Regions from separate parts of the Capsicum annuum genome. Here region 1 is linked to region 2. Evidence: chromatin contacts called from public Hi-C data. All regions are on one chromosome and are shown on one strand. The core of a region is the stretch at or near the end of the contact, and the rest is flanking DNA. Distances in the headings are between cores, read along the strand shown.

What was found. Hi-C and Micro-C count contacts between places; a contact is called where the count stands out from the background.
Region 1: a contact with region 2 is called in a Hi-C map of placenta, with 2.0 times the contacts expected there. The contact joins two enhancer-like sites. A contact is called at or near these places in 3 of 5 Hi-C or Micro-C datasets (bud, leaf and placenta).

Annotation. Positions count from the first base shown.
Region 1 is chr7:62,287,481-62,294,535 of UCD10Xv1.1, reverse strand. No RefSeq gene overlaps it. Among protein-coding and RNA genes, the nearest start is that of LOC124885728, 73 kb to the right of the region's middle. Within about 2 kb of position 3,510, at least 5 of the 5 cell types and tissues checked have an H3K27ac peak or open chromatin away from gene starts, as enhancers often do. A contact at or near this core is called in leaf, where this site is marked.
Region 2 is chr7:62,173,612-62,180,603 of UCD10Xv1.1, reverse strand. No RefSeq gene overlaps it. Among protein-coding and RNA genes, the nearest start is that of LOC124885510, 8.3 kb to the right of the region's middle. Within about 2 kb of position 3,148, at least 2 of the 5 cell types and tissues checked have an H3K27ac peak or open chromatin away from gene starts, as enhancers often do. A contact at or near this core is called in leaf, where this site is marked.

The DNA.
Region 1 (7,055 bases), core at 2,261-4,760, 110 kb before region 2:
TTAGTCCTTTAGATAGATATTGCAGAGAGTAGGGTATTCGGCATCAGAAAAATCCTCCAAATACTCCTCAGTTGAATGGTTTAGCAGAAAGAATGAATAGAACTTTAGTTGAGAGGGTTAGATGTATGCTTTCAGATACTAAGCTGTCAGATTCCTTTTGAGCAGAAACACTTAATACTGCTGCTTATGATATTAATTTATCTCCTATTGTTGCTTTGGATGGTGATGTCCCTGACAAAGTTTGATCTGGTAAGAATATTTTTTATTATCATCTTAGAATTTCTGGTTTTAATGCCTTTGTGCATGTTCCTAAGGATGAAATGCCAAAGTTGAATGTTAAAACTAGGCAGTTTATCTTCATTAGTTAAGGTCAAGATGAATTTGGCTATTGTTTTTGTGGTCTAGTTGAGAAAAAACATGTTAGAAGTCATGATGTTGTATTCTTTAAAGACCAAACAATTGAAAATTTTGACAAAGCTGAGAAGATTGATTTTCAGAGTAGTGAGAGACTAGTTGATGTTGATCTAGTTCCTTCGACTACTGCTCCTGAAGAAAATTTTCATGATGATGAAAACCAAGTTGATAATGAAGATGATGATCATGTTCAAAATGACCAGCATGATGTTGTTGATGCTCCAGTGTAAGTTAATATGGTTAATCAGCAATCAGTTATTGATGCTCTAATGATTTCTCTCAGACGATCTACTAGAGAGATAATACCTTCATCTCGCTATTCTCCCAGTGAGTATGTACTCTTGACTGATGGGGGAGAACCTGAGAGTCTTAATAAGGCCATCAAAAGTGAAGAAAAACAAATGCTTTGATGCTATGAAAGATGAGATTAAATCTTTGCATTATAATTATACTTTTGATTTGGTTAAGCTGCCTAAAGACAGAAAAACTTCAAAAAATAGGTGGATTTTTTGGGTGAAACTTGAAGATGGCAACCCAGTTCGACGGTACAAGGCTAGATTGGTTGTGAAGGGATTTAACCAGAAAAATAAAGTTGATTTTGATGAGATATTTTCTCTAGTTATGAAGATGTCATCCATTCGTGTGGTTGTAGGCTTAGCTGCAAGTCTAGATTTAGAGGTTGAGCAAATAGATATTAAAACTATTTTACTCCATGGTGACTTAGATGAAGAAATTTATATGGAGCAGCCTAAAGGTTTTAAAGTCAAGGGAAAAGAGAATTATGTTTTTAAATTGAAGAAGAGCTTGTATTATTTGAAATAAGCTCCCAGGTAGTAGTACAAGAAGTTTGGTTCCCTTATAACTCAGCAGGGCTTCAAGAAGACTACTTCAGACCTTTTTTTTGTGCGAAAATTCTCCGATGGTGACTTTATTATTGTGTTGCTTTATGTTGATGACATATTTGTTGTTGGTCATAATGCTTGCAGGATTCAAAAGTTGAAGCAAGAGTCAAGTAAGTCTTTTTCTATGAAAGACTTAGGATCAGCAAGACAGATTCTTCGCATGCCGATTGAAAGGCTAGTACATTCGAAAAGTACTTCAAAGGTTTAACATGGATAAGGCTAAGGTTATCAGTACACCTTTAGATATGCACTTCAAATTGAGCACGAAGCAATGTCCTTCTAGTGATGATGAGAAGAAAAATATGAAGAAAATTCCTTATGATTTATTGGTAGTTTGATGTATGCAATGGTTTGTACAAGACCGAATATTGCTCATGTTGTTGGTATTGCTAGCCATTTTCTTTCTAATCTGGAAAGAGAACATTGGTATGCTGTGAAGTAGATTATGAGATATTTTTGTGGCACTTTTAATCTAAGTTTGTATTTTGGTACAGGGAAGCCTATTCTTTGTGGTTATACTAATTCAGACATGGTTGGTGATATTGATACTCGCAAGTCTACTTTAGGGTATTTGGTTACTTTTGCAGGGGAGTTGTCTCTTGGCAATCTAGGTTGCAAAAATGTGTTGCTCTATTTACTACAAAAGCTGAGCTTATTGTTGCCGTAGAAGCTTGTAAAGAATTGCTTTGGATGAAGAAATTTTTAAGGGAACTTGGTGTTTCTCAAGAGAGTAATGTGCTTTATTGCGACAGTCAAAATGCTATACATCTTGGAAAGAATTCTACATTTCATGATCGGTCTAAACATATTGATGTGAGATACCATTGGATTTGGGATGTATTGGATTCTAAATTGCTTGAACTTGAGAAGATTCATATCGATGATAATAGTTCCGACATGATGACTAATGCTTTGTCAAAAGGGATGTTTGAAGATTGTAATATTATATCGCCGGAATGGCGGTCTCCTCCACATAATCGGGAGGGGGAGATTTGTTGGGATATGGGTTTTTTCCCTTCCTATGTGGATATATAAAGCCCAATTTGGACCAATCACTTTTTTCATAAGCCCATTACTATGGGGCATATATACAAATCTTGTAAAGTCTTATTTCACCATCCACAAAGAGATTTTTCAGCAACCAAAGAGAGAAAAACAAAGCTGATTTTCGCTTAAATTTTCAGTCATAGCTGTCAACTTCAAATTGTGATTCCCACTTCGTTTCTTGTTTGATTGAGCTGATTTTTGGACAGCTTATTTCTCTCATCTCAATCTTTGATTAGGAACTAACGGAGGTAGATTTAGTGGTCTGTAGCTTCTGTTCTTTATTTTCGAACAGTAGCTGCATTTTTTTATGTTTGTGCTCCTTTTTATTCTCTAGTTTGGTGCTATCTTGTTGCTCGTTGTTTGACACCTATTTTGTGGCCAATCTTGGAGAACAACATCGTAACTCTTGGTGATTATAGTGGAAGTTTGGTACTGTGACTTTTTATTCTTTACACCGAAGACTTTTTCACATAAATTTGGTGTCTCGTGTGGTTGCCTTTATTTTTATCTTGTCGTATTTGTGTGGTTGATATATTTGCTGCCTATTATCATTATTTTGCTTGGGTTTATTTGTTTCCTCTTGGTTCAAGTTGAAAGGGAAAGTTTAGACTTGCGTATTCTTCCGTTGCTACCCTGTCAGGCATTTTAATAGTGCCCTTGCCTTTCCCAACACTAGTGTCACAATGACGAAACCGTTTTTCCTCTTTGGCAAATTATTCAGACGGCTCCATCTCAAAATTCCTGATTAAAGTTAAAGAATCTCAATCATTTCATTACATTTGTTTATAATACTTTTTTCCTTTAGAAATTTGGTATCTTAAATTCACTGGTCCGATTAATAATGACATCACAAAACCATCCGCCTACTGCTAGCTATATATATTCTACAAATTTCATAAAAATAAAAGGTACTCCACTAATAATTGGATGGATTGAGGAGAGGAAAGAAAAGGTCACTTCTTATGCTGCAGGATAATGAAAGTGAAACACAGATTGATATCCCATTAAGGATTCGATGACAATTACAAATTGTTAGGTTGATGAAAATTGTAGGATGTTAGTTGCCAGCTGCACAATTTGATGTGGATTGGGCTCATGGGCCACTAAAGGAGATACCTAAATCTCCTTTTAAGTGAGGTGAGCGATAACCCCTTTATCCTTTGTCACTAATAATAAGCTAGAATAGGTTACATATTGTTGTACCCTTCTTCCACTATGGCTGGTCACGAACTTTTTACATGTTACTATCAAATCATGTGTGTAATCTATTTTACTAGTTGTGGAACAATTTAGACTAGATCGTGCACGCGATCGAATATATATGTACCAAGTTACAGCTAATAGCTAACTTTTCCGCATACTTTAAAGAAGTAAAGTTATAAGGGTGAAAAAAAAAAAAAAAAAAAAGACACATGAATATACTCATTACTCTGCCTGAGTCGGAATCTGGAATTTTACAAAATATAGTCGTATTGAAATGAAAGAAGAGAGGATATAACATATGATTTTTCAAGTTACATGAATTCATTGTGCAAGAATAATTTATAACAATCAAGTTGTTTATAAAATAATTTGAAATAAACATCAGATAAGCACTTGATAAAAATGAAAAATGATAAGAGTATTATCAAATAATAAATTCACTAATAGTGTAAAAACTATTTGAAATATTAATGCCTATTATCTCAAAATTAAATCCATGGGGGCACATGTGAATACGAAGAAATAGATCGCGTCTAAGCGTAAAATTAAAGTGTATTTAATTAAGTTTGCATGGAGAAGGTGATATTACTCAAACTCCAAACTTTAGACTAAAAATTATATTAAAATATGTTTACGCATATACTCTGCTTACTTCGTGGCAGACCCAGGAATCCAAGGTTGTGGGGTGGTCAAAAAAATTTATAAAAAATAGTATGTAGCTGTAGGGATTCAAACCCAGAAAGTTGAACATGGGAGTCACATCCTCAAGCCACTGCACCCAACCATATGTTTATTATCTGGGTGCTTTTTAATAAATTATATCATTTATTCTATATTTTTTATATAATTATACCTAATCTACGTCGAGTTTAGTAGGTGTCAGAACACCCCAAAATTACATGTGGATCCGTCCCGGTGCCTCCCCTAAGAAAAGCATTTGTTCATGCACATGCAAGTCAACACACTTGGCATAAGCACCTAATAATATGGCCATAAGAACAATAATTACGTAACGATCTTTGAAGATATTTTAACTTTTTGAAGAAAACAAACCAAAATCAGTATAATCGATCACAAATATCAACATTGAGATCCGTTATTGTCCCTTCAGGACGCTCACACCCGATTAATAAAAGGCTCGATATGAAAACTTTTAAAGAGTAATAATGTAAAAAGATTTTCATACCATTAAATCACATTAAAAATAATAATAATTAATTATCAATAATAAATAAAATTAATATAATCTTTGTAAACAAATATACTTCATCTGTCTTTATTTATGTGAATTGCTTTTTAAAAATTTGTCCTAAAAATAATATCTTTTGTATGTTTAAAAGAATGCTTAAGTCATCGACAATTTCTTAAAATTATCCGCATAATTGACTTAGGTTGTATTTGTTTTAATTAAGATTCAGACGTCTGAATCTAAATGCATATCTGAATGATTAAGATGTTGTCTTCAGATCGGAAATCTGAACGGTTAAGACCATTTATTTTTCAATATCTGAATATGCAAAAATTATTTATTTACATATATAATAAAAAAAATATAATTTCAATAAAAAATAATTATGTATTAGAAAAATATTTGATTTAATACGATAAATTATTATTTGATTGAAAAAAAATCATATTAGTTAGTGATAACGGAGATAGTTTGTAATGATGGTGGTGGTGGTAATGATTGATGTTCATGATTAGTAATACTGGTGGTGATAGTTGTGATGATAGAGATGTTTGGTATTGTAGTGATTGTTATGATGGTGTCGATTGGCAGTGATGGTAGTATTAGTGTGACGTTAGCTGATGTTAGTAGTTGGGGGTGTTGATTATAATAGCTTAAAAATGAATGTATGATGGTTGGCAGTGTATTGGTGGTAGTTGGAGATGTTATTTGTTGTGATGGTGGAGATGATTATTAGTAGAGACATATTGTAGCAATGATGGTGGTTGAAATTGTGGTAGAGATGACAACACTGATAACAATGGTGGTAGTGATCGAAGAATGTGTGGATGTTGATGATGTGTTAGTGGTAGCTAGCGGTGATGCTAGTTGTGATAAATGAGTTGGTTAGTAGTTGGGATTGGCCGATAGTGGTTGATGATAGTGGTGGTGTTGGCATTGGCGTTGACGGTGGTGATAGCTGTGGATATAATTAAATCAATGGAGGTGTAGATATGGTAGCGGTTGAAAATAATGGTTAGTGACAATTATGATTGTGAATGGTGAATGTGATGTGGTTGGTGGTGGTTGGTGGCAAGGTGGTGGTTGACAGTAGTGGTGGTGGCAGACATGATTAGTGATGGTGACTGATAATTATGGATAGAGTGGTGGTGAATATGATCCAATACAAAAATACTTCTTAGTGATTAAGACTTAATTCCAAATCTGAATGATTAAAACATATTCAGACCTACAAAGATTTAAAATCTTAATGAAAACCAAATGCATTTAATGGTGTGAAGCCTAAATCATTCAGATTCAAACCTCCATTAAGTGCAAACAAATGAGGCCTTAAGTATCTCGATTAGGACTTATACCTATTAAACACTCCAATGTTAATAAATATGTGCCTATTAAATATTTTTCTGACAAGTAGTCAAAAACTAAAGTATGTGTAGAAGTACACAGCAAAAGAGAATGGAAAAAGCAACAAATTAAATAAAGCCAAATGACATTTAGACCCGAAATAATTATAAAAAGTAATTTTTGAGTATAAAAAAATATATATATATTTTAAATATTTTAAAATCTATGTAACTAATTCTGAAACAAAATCAGCAAAAAAAAAAAAAAGTAAAATCTAATGTTTTACAATCCCCTCCCCCAGTAACTCCCCCCACCCTCCAAACAATCCTCCTCCTCCTTCCAATACCACCACCGTTGACACCCACAAATCCATCAGACTTTTCCTCTTATTTTCATTTTCTTTCTTTTCATCAGTAATTTCTTTAACATTTTCTTAATCAAATTTTGTAATAATACTCTTCATGATGAACAATGTGATACTTTACATCGTAATATGAATAAAAAAGTTGATGGGTAATTTTGTAGACTTGTATTGAAAAATTGATATTTTTTAAATGTTTTTTTATTTTATTTAAAAAAAAATTCGTGTGGTGGTTATTGGATCGAAAAATTCTGGACCGATTGAGGTTAAGGGGGACAAAAATGGTGGTGAACATTGTTGAAAGAAGAAGGGCGGAAAAGTTTTATTGCTTTGTTGAAGGAAGAAGGATGGGAAAGTTTTTCTTTAAAAAAAAAAAAAAAAGAAAAATATCAAGAAGAAGAAAGGAATATTTTGAATTTTTTGATAATATTAATTCAAACACTCAATAGAAAGTGTATTTCACATATTGTGCTATATCAGCATATTTTTTAAAATGGAATGTCTAATATGTTCAAATTTTGATTGAGGTGTGTAAACAAATTATGCGGACAACTTTAAAGAGTCGTCAATGACTTAAGTCTTAAAAAAATAAAAT
Region 2 (6,992 bases), core at 1,899-4,398:
AGATCTCTCATCCGTGATTTTTTAAACTGTAACAAAATATGAATCTCCTTAAAAAAATTTAGTGTAATATACCACAATAATTAAATTACAGTTGAAAATACAAAAAGTAAAGAAAATAAAATAATCTTCTTCTTGGATGAGACGCGAATATTTCACTCTTTTTAAGGAGATTCAAGTCCACTGTGACATAATCTACACTGATCAAATAATATATCTCTTGACTTGTCCTCTCCAGAATACAACAACTCACCAACGATGTACAACTCAAGCAACTCCGAATTAGTTGAAGAGTTCAAAGCTCCACCATAAGTACACCGTCCTTCAACATATCAAAACTCTCTTTTGTATATATAGTGAATATAATTAAAGACTTAGGATATTTTTCTTTGTCTCAACTCTCTCTTTCACTAATATAATTACTCTTTTTTGTATAGTGAATATAGTTGAAGGTACATAGAATATTTTTTATGTCTCGACTCTTTCTTTCACTACTACACATTACAAAATATCCACACTTACCTTTATTCTCATGTCTCACAATATACTACAACCCATCTCTTTTCATATGTTCTTGAACAAAGAAAGAAAACACCATTTATATTGGTGTAGTATTCTTCCATCTAGTTAATGAGGGAGTAGTGAATATTAAGCGAGGAAGATGAATGTTTAGTTGTTACATAAGTTACATGACATAAAGAGGTAAAATAATGAGTGAATAATAAGTGAGATGTTACAAGAACTATGAGAGAAGTATCAATTACCCCCTAACTTGTCACGTTTTATTCATGATACACCTGAACTTTAAATCGTCTTAAGTACCCCTTCCCTCCCCCTCACGAACTTGTTATTTTAGTATGTCGCGTGACCCTTTTCGATCCACATACCACAGAGTGTAAAACACACACACACACATAGAAAAAAATGCTTATGTGTTTGTCCACGTGGATAAATACCTTCCACTTTCCTTATTTTATCTTATATCAAAAAATAACTCACTTCTACCCTTAATTATCCAATTTCTTTATAAAAAGATTATATTTTTCAGTTTTTCTCTACTCTAAAATAGTGAAAGATGAATTTTCGTCGATCACGTACGCTATTATCTAAAAAAATTATATATTTTGTGTGTGTTAAAAATATGAAATTATTTTTTCGGTTAGCGTTTCATAGTAGTTTTTGATTCATGTTCTGATTAGAATTTTGAGGAGACTCACATGCACAAATACGTTTCTTATTATAGTTAAGGGAGTAAGAAATCTCAATTTAAGTTAGGGGTGTACAAAAATTGAACCGATAAAAATGTTATTGATTTATCGTTATTGGGTTAAAGATTTTTTAATAATTTTATAAAAAAAATTATTGGGTTATTGATTCAATTTTGATTTTTTTTAATTGAGTTATTGGGTAAACCGATAACCCAATAAGATGATACTAAATTATTATTTTACATCCCATATATATACAAATATATAAGTAGGATTTTGGTTGCAACTAAGATTCGGTTTCTTTTCATGTTAGTTACTACTTTTTCTATTTTATGAGTACTTTCTTATCGGTTAAATCAAAAATCAAATCGTTAGGGACTAAAAATCGATAACCAATATAACTATAAATATTAGAAGTTATCATTTTCTTACAGAGAAGCCAACAATAACCAAGAAATATTAGAAGTATAACTACAAATATATTTCTTTAATCAACAAATAAATATAACTATATCCGTCAAAATACACCATCTTATCAAACTAATGCACCATTACATACGCCAACATCAATTTTTAATTCAATGACACAAAACGTAAATGAACATCATCACATTACATATCAAACTAATGCACAGAATTAGCTTTAACATCCTTTTGCCTTTGAACTCTTTTTGTTGTTTGTTGGTCTTCTTCAACAAACCCAAGATCACAATATTAACTTCATGTGAAAATTTTGGATCATACCAATCAAAAAAGTTACAACTAATGCGAAATAGAGACTGCAATTCATATAAAAGAAAGTTATAAAATTTACTTGTTACAAAACATAAAAAAAAAAAAAAGAGAATATAAAAATTACATACACCATAATGCATACAATCGAGGAATCTACGTCCGAGATTGTCATCCGACCATGAAATTCTCGCAATTGGAGAAAACCACATGCACAAACAAGTCTCCTATTATAATTCATGGAGTTAGAAATAAGTAGATGAAGTAGAAGCGATAGAATGAAATTTATTTTTATATTAGAAGTGATGGAGGAAGAGGGATAATAAATAGGAAGAGGAATAATTGAAGTTTTTGAAAAAATTAACGAAAATAATTTTTTTTACCGTTGAAAATGTTGATTTGGCAAAAAAAATAACTCCATCACCCGCGTGATGGAGTTTGAAATCAAACATTTTGCTATGTCGGTAAAAAAAGGTCATGCGATATAATAAAACAACAAGTTTGGAAGATACTTAGGACAACTCAAAGTTTAAATATATCATAAATAAAACGTGCAAGTTTAGGGGTACTTGATACTTCTCTTCAAGAACGAATGATCATTTAGGTTATATGAATGTAGATGACCAAGTCCATCCAACAATCAAGTCATCTAAGGCCATATTCTACCATAAATTAATATAGATAATGACACATAATGCAATCATAAATATAGACATTTAATATAAATAAAAAATAATACAATTAGGTATCTTAATATTTTAATTTAATATTAAAATGCACCAAGAGAGTGTATTCTTCTACACTAATGTACTAGCATAATTTGCATGTACGTTAGAGAGGAAAAAAAAAAAAGGAGAGAGATACAAGTGTGAGAAGTCAAAAAGTAAGAAACTGAAGGATACTAAATACAAAAGGTGCAACGGCTTGCCGGGCCGTACTTAATTATTTATAAGGGGAGTTAACCTTCTAGAGCAGGTATCCGATCAACATATGTGTCGGACTCGGATGTAATTACAATTTTAGTGAGGTTAATTTTATCATTTTATATATTTTTCGATGCTACTTGTGTTTGTATGAGTTGCATGAAAAACTCAAAAAGACTCACTTAATTATCGTGTGTATCCCACCTTTTGCTGTATGGGCCTATATGGGCCAGTAGGGCATTTGGGTGAATGTGTTAAAATTGAAGAACAGCGATTGACCCGTAGAAGAAATTTTATTATAGCTACACCATAATTATTTGTGCAACCTTCACCAAATTATCCCTATGCTTATCCCAGCATGATTGTGCTACGTGGATGAAATTGAAGCCGTTCATGAGACAAATCATTTCTCATGGGACCCACATATATATTTTAAGGATTTAAGATCTTCTTTTAGATTTTTTGTGGTGTTTAATCGACAAACAAAATTTTACACTATCAGATAAATTTAATTTGTTATTAATAATTACTAAAGTTTTTACATAAAAATTGAATAACCTGCAATAGCAAATTAAATTTATCTAATAATAAATAATATTTTTTACACTTAATATATAAAATTTAAATTCTTTTTCGTGACTATTTAACTTACATAAGAGGACATGCAATAGTAAAAATTAAAAGTATAAAATAAAATGACAGAACAAAAATAAATAGCAACTACGACCGAAACCTCGTGAAAAAAAGTAAAAATCAATAAGGATTTTTTCCTTAATGTGTTGCCGTGTTGGCATTTTTGGACAGAGAGAAATATGGAACTACAACAACAACAAATTCAGTATATTTTCAAATCGTGCGGTCTGGATAGAATAGAGTGTATGTAGTCCATACCACTACCTCTAAAAAAGTAGAGAGGTTGTTTTCGATAGACCCCCGACTCAAGACAGAGAGAAATATGAAACTACTTTTAAAAATTGTATAGTATTTAAATTTAATCTAAACACGCTTTATAAAAGTTAAAATTAGACATATTTTTAAATACAAGTTGAAACTAAATTAATGTTATATTTAACGATTTAAGGATCTACGTTTAGATTTTTTTTTTGTGAAAATTTAACTTAAATAGGAGGACATACAAATAGTTATGAAAAATTAAAAGTCAAAATAAAATGACAGAAAAGGAATAAACAACTAATATATGCACATCACAATAATTAATAATTTAAACGATCTAAAAAAATATATAAAAATTTAATATACTTTCTAAATTTTATTTGTACCATCTAAATAGAGATAGATGGAGCAACATAAATTACTTAATTTTTTACGTTAAAAAATATTGCTCCATTCTTTTTTAAAAGAACGACCTACTTTGACTTGATACAAAATTTAATTAAAATAAAGAAATCTTTCAAATCTTGTGACCTTAAATTAAAGTTGTGTCAAATATACCAAAATGTCTTTTAATCTTGTGGTTCTAAACATGTATTTTGTGGGAAATTGAAATTAAAAAATTACCAAAAAAAGGAAAGGGGTGATTCTTTTAGAAACAAACTAAAAAAAAAAGTAAGTCATTCTTTTTTAAACAAAGAGACTATAAATAACAATAATTAGTAATTTAAAATATTTTTAAAATAGTATAAGATTTGATACCCAAATTATATTTGTATCATGATATATATATATATATATATATATATATATATATATATATATATATATAAGGTAGAATCATAATTTTTGTAATCCTCACAAGGACGTTTTAGACATTTTACTTTTTTTTATAAAACAAAGTTGCTACACATGTCAAATTTGTAGTGTATTGATGGTTACATTTTTTTTTATATTTTCATTTTTACCCTCTCCTTTTTCTGTTAAGACCATCTCCACTTGATCTTTTGTAATTGATTTCTTTTTGTTATTTATTGGATTGCCTTTTAATTATTTCTTTTATTTATTAAAAATAATTACTTTAACTTGAAGAAAATTATGCCAAAATAACTTTTAATACGAAATTAAAGTTGGCAATAATTTTTTACTACACCGTTGAAATCTTTTAAGAAAATTATTTAATTTATTTTAGAAAAATATAAGTACTAAATAGGGCAACTTAATAAATAATATCTTATATTTATTATTTTTCTTAGTGGACACTAAAAAGTAAATTAATAATTAAAATGGGACGAAAAACCTATTCTTTAAAGGGCGTGTAAGAAAATAAATATGACAAGTAAATGAGTAATGTATTATTGTAATTCAATTACTATTTAATGTCCTTGTTCATCATTGTTAAGTTAATTTGTGGTAAGGCTCTAAACTAATATTGTAATTATTTTAATATAAACTAGAAGTCATAGAAATATTTGTTGTATTAAATAATTCTACAAGAAGAAAAAAAAGATTTTTCATCAAAATAAATTTATTTTATCTATACTAACAAATTCATAAAAGTGCCATATTTTTTTATTTATTATTTTTTTCGAATCATAATTATTTATATACTTATCTTCAAAAATTATTTATCTTCAAGAATTATTTATATGTCTAATTCTCTGACAATATATTTATTTCTCAAAAATAATATTCTAATTTAAATTATCCAATTATATGATTATGAACTTAAATAGTTATGAATACTTATCAAAAATTCATGTTTAATATTTCATTAAATAAGATTAACTATAAGATAAAAATATGATATAAATTGTAATATTTTATTTTTCTATTCTGAATTTAGGCCTGGGCTTAGCACGGGCCTGGGTGGAACTAGTATACTGGGAAAATTTCAGAAATGGTAACTATAGAGCCTTAATTGTAACTTTTATAGCAATAATTTTATAATTACGAAAAATAGCAAATTATATTTTGTATTTAAATAAACTGTTGATATGCAAATACATATACAACATGATTTACTGACCTTGTTTTACTCAAATTAGTTGAGTTAAATAAGGAATAGTTATCCATCTAATTAAATTCCCATAAATTACTCTTATTAAAATTAGTAGATTCTTTTTCCAAATCAAACTCAAATGTGAAGATTATTATTTCCATGATCTTTAAAATTTTAAAATATCATTCTCTTATATCTCTAACTATTTTTTCTTGTTAGTTTTTTTATTTTTCAAATATTTTTTTTTTAATTTTAATTTCTTTTTCTTTTTCATTTTTTTTCTTTCTACTTTATTTTCTCTCTTCTACTTCTCTTTTTTCCTTTTTTTTAATTTATTTTTTCTTTTTTCGTTTTTTTCCTTTTCTTATATTTTTTTCACTTTTATTTTTACACTTCTATTTCTAGTTTCTATTTTTTTTTCTTTTTTCCCTTTTCACTTCTTTTTTTTTGAATTTTATTTTTCTTTTTAATTATTATTTTTTTTTACTCTTCTATATCTATCTTTTATTTTTAAAAGACAAATATCTATATCATATATATATTCAAAAAATATACAAAATAAATAGACATACAGATCTGCATATGTATTTACGGTAAAAAACAAACATATATATCTGCATACCTGTTTACAGAAATACATATCTGACTCACATGTAAATATAAACATATAGGACACAAAATCTCTTTAACAAAAATGACAATTATATACATATACATATAGGTAATAAAAAAATACATATGCATATCTTAAAACAGTAAAAGAAAATAAATAAGTACATATGTTATCCTCTAAAATGACATAGTATGTAAAGTTCAAAGACAAATCCAACACCGTATAAAATAAATATAGCTCTGCATATGTATTTTACAGAATACATGCCTGATCCATATGTATATTCTTATTTTATATGAGTCACCTTTGTATTTGCAAATACGTATGAAGATATATAGTATAGTTATGTTTGTTACTATTTAATATGAATATGATATGTATTTCGTAAATACATATGTATGTTTTGTACTGTAAATACATATCCAGATCTGTATGGCTATGTATTTTGTATGTTTTTTGAACATGTGTATGCGATATACATATTTGTCTTTTCAAAAATAAAAGTTAAAGATAGAAGAGTAAAAAAATTAAAAAAAACAAAAACATAAAAAAAACGAAAAAAAGATAAGTGAAAAGGAAAAAAAAGGAAGAAAGAGAAATAAAAGTGTAAAAATAAAAGAAAAAAG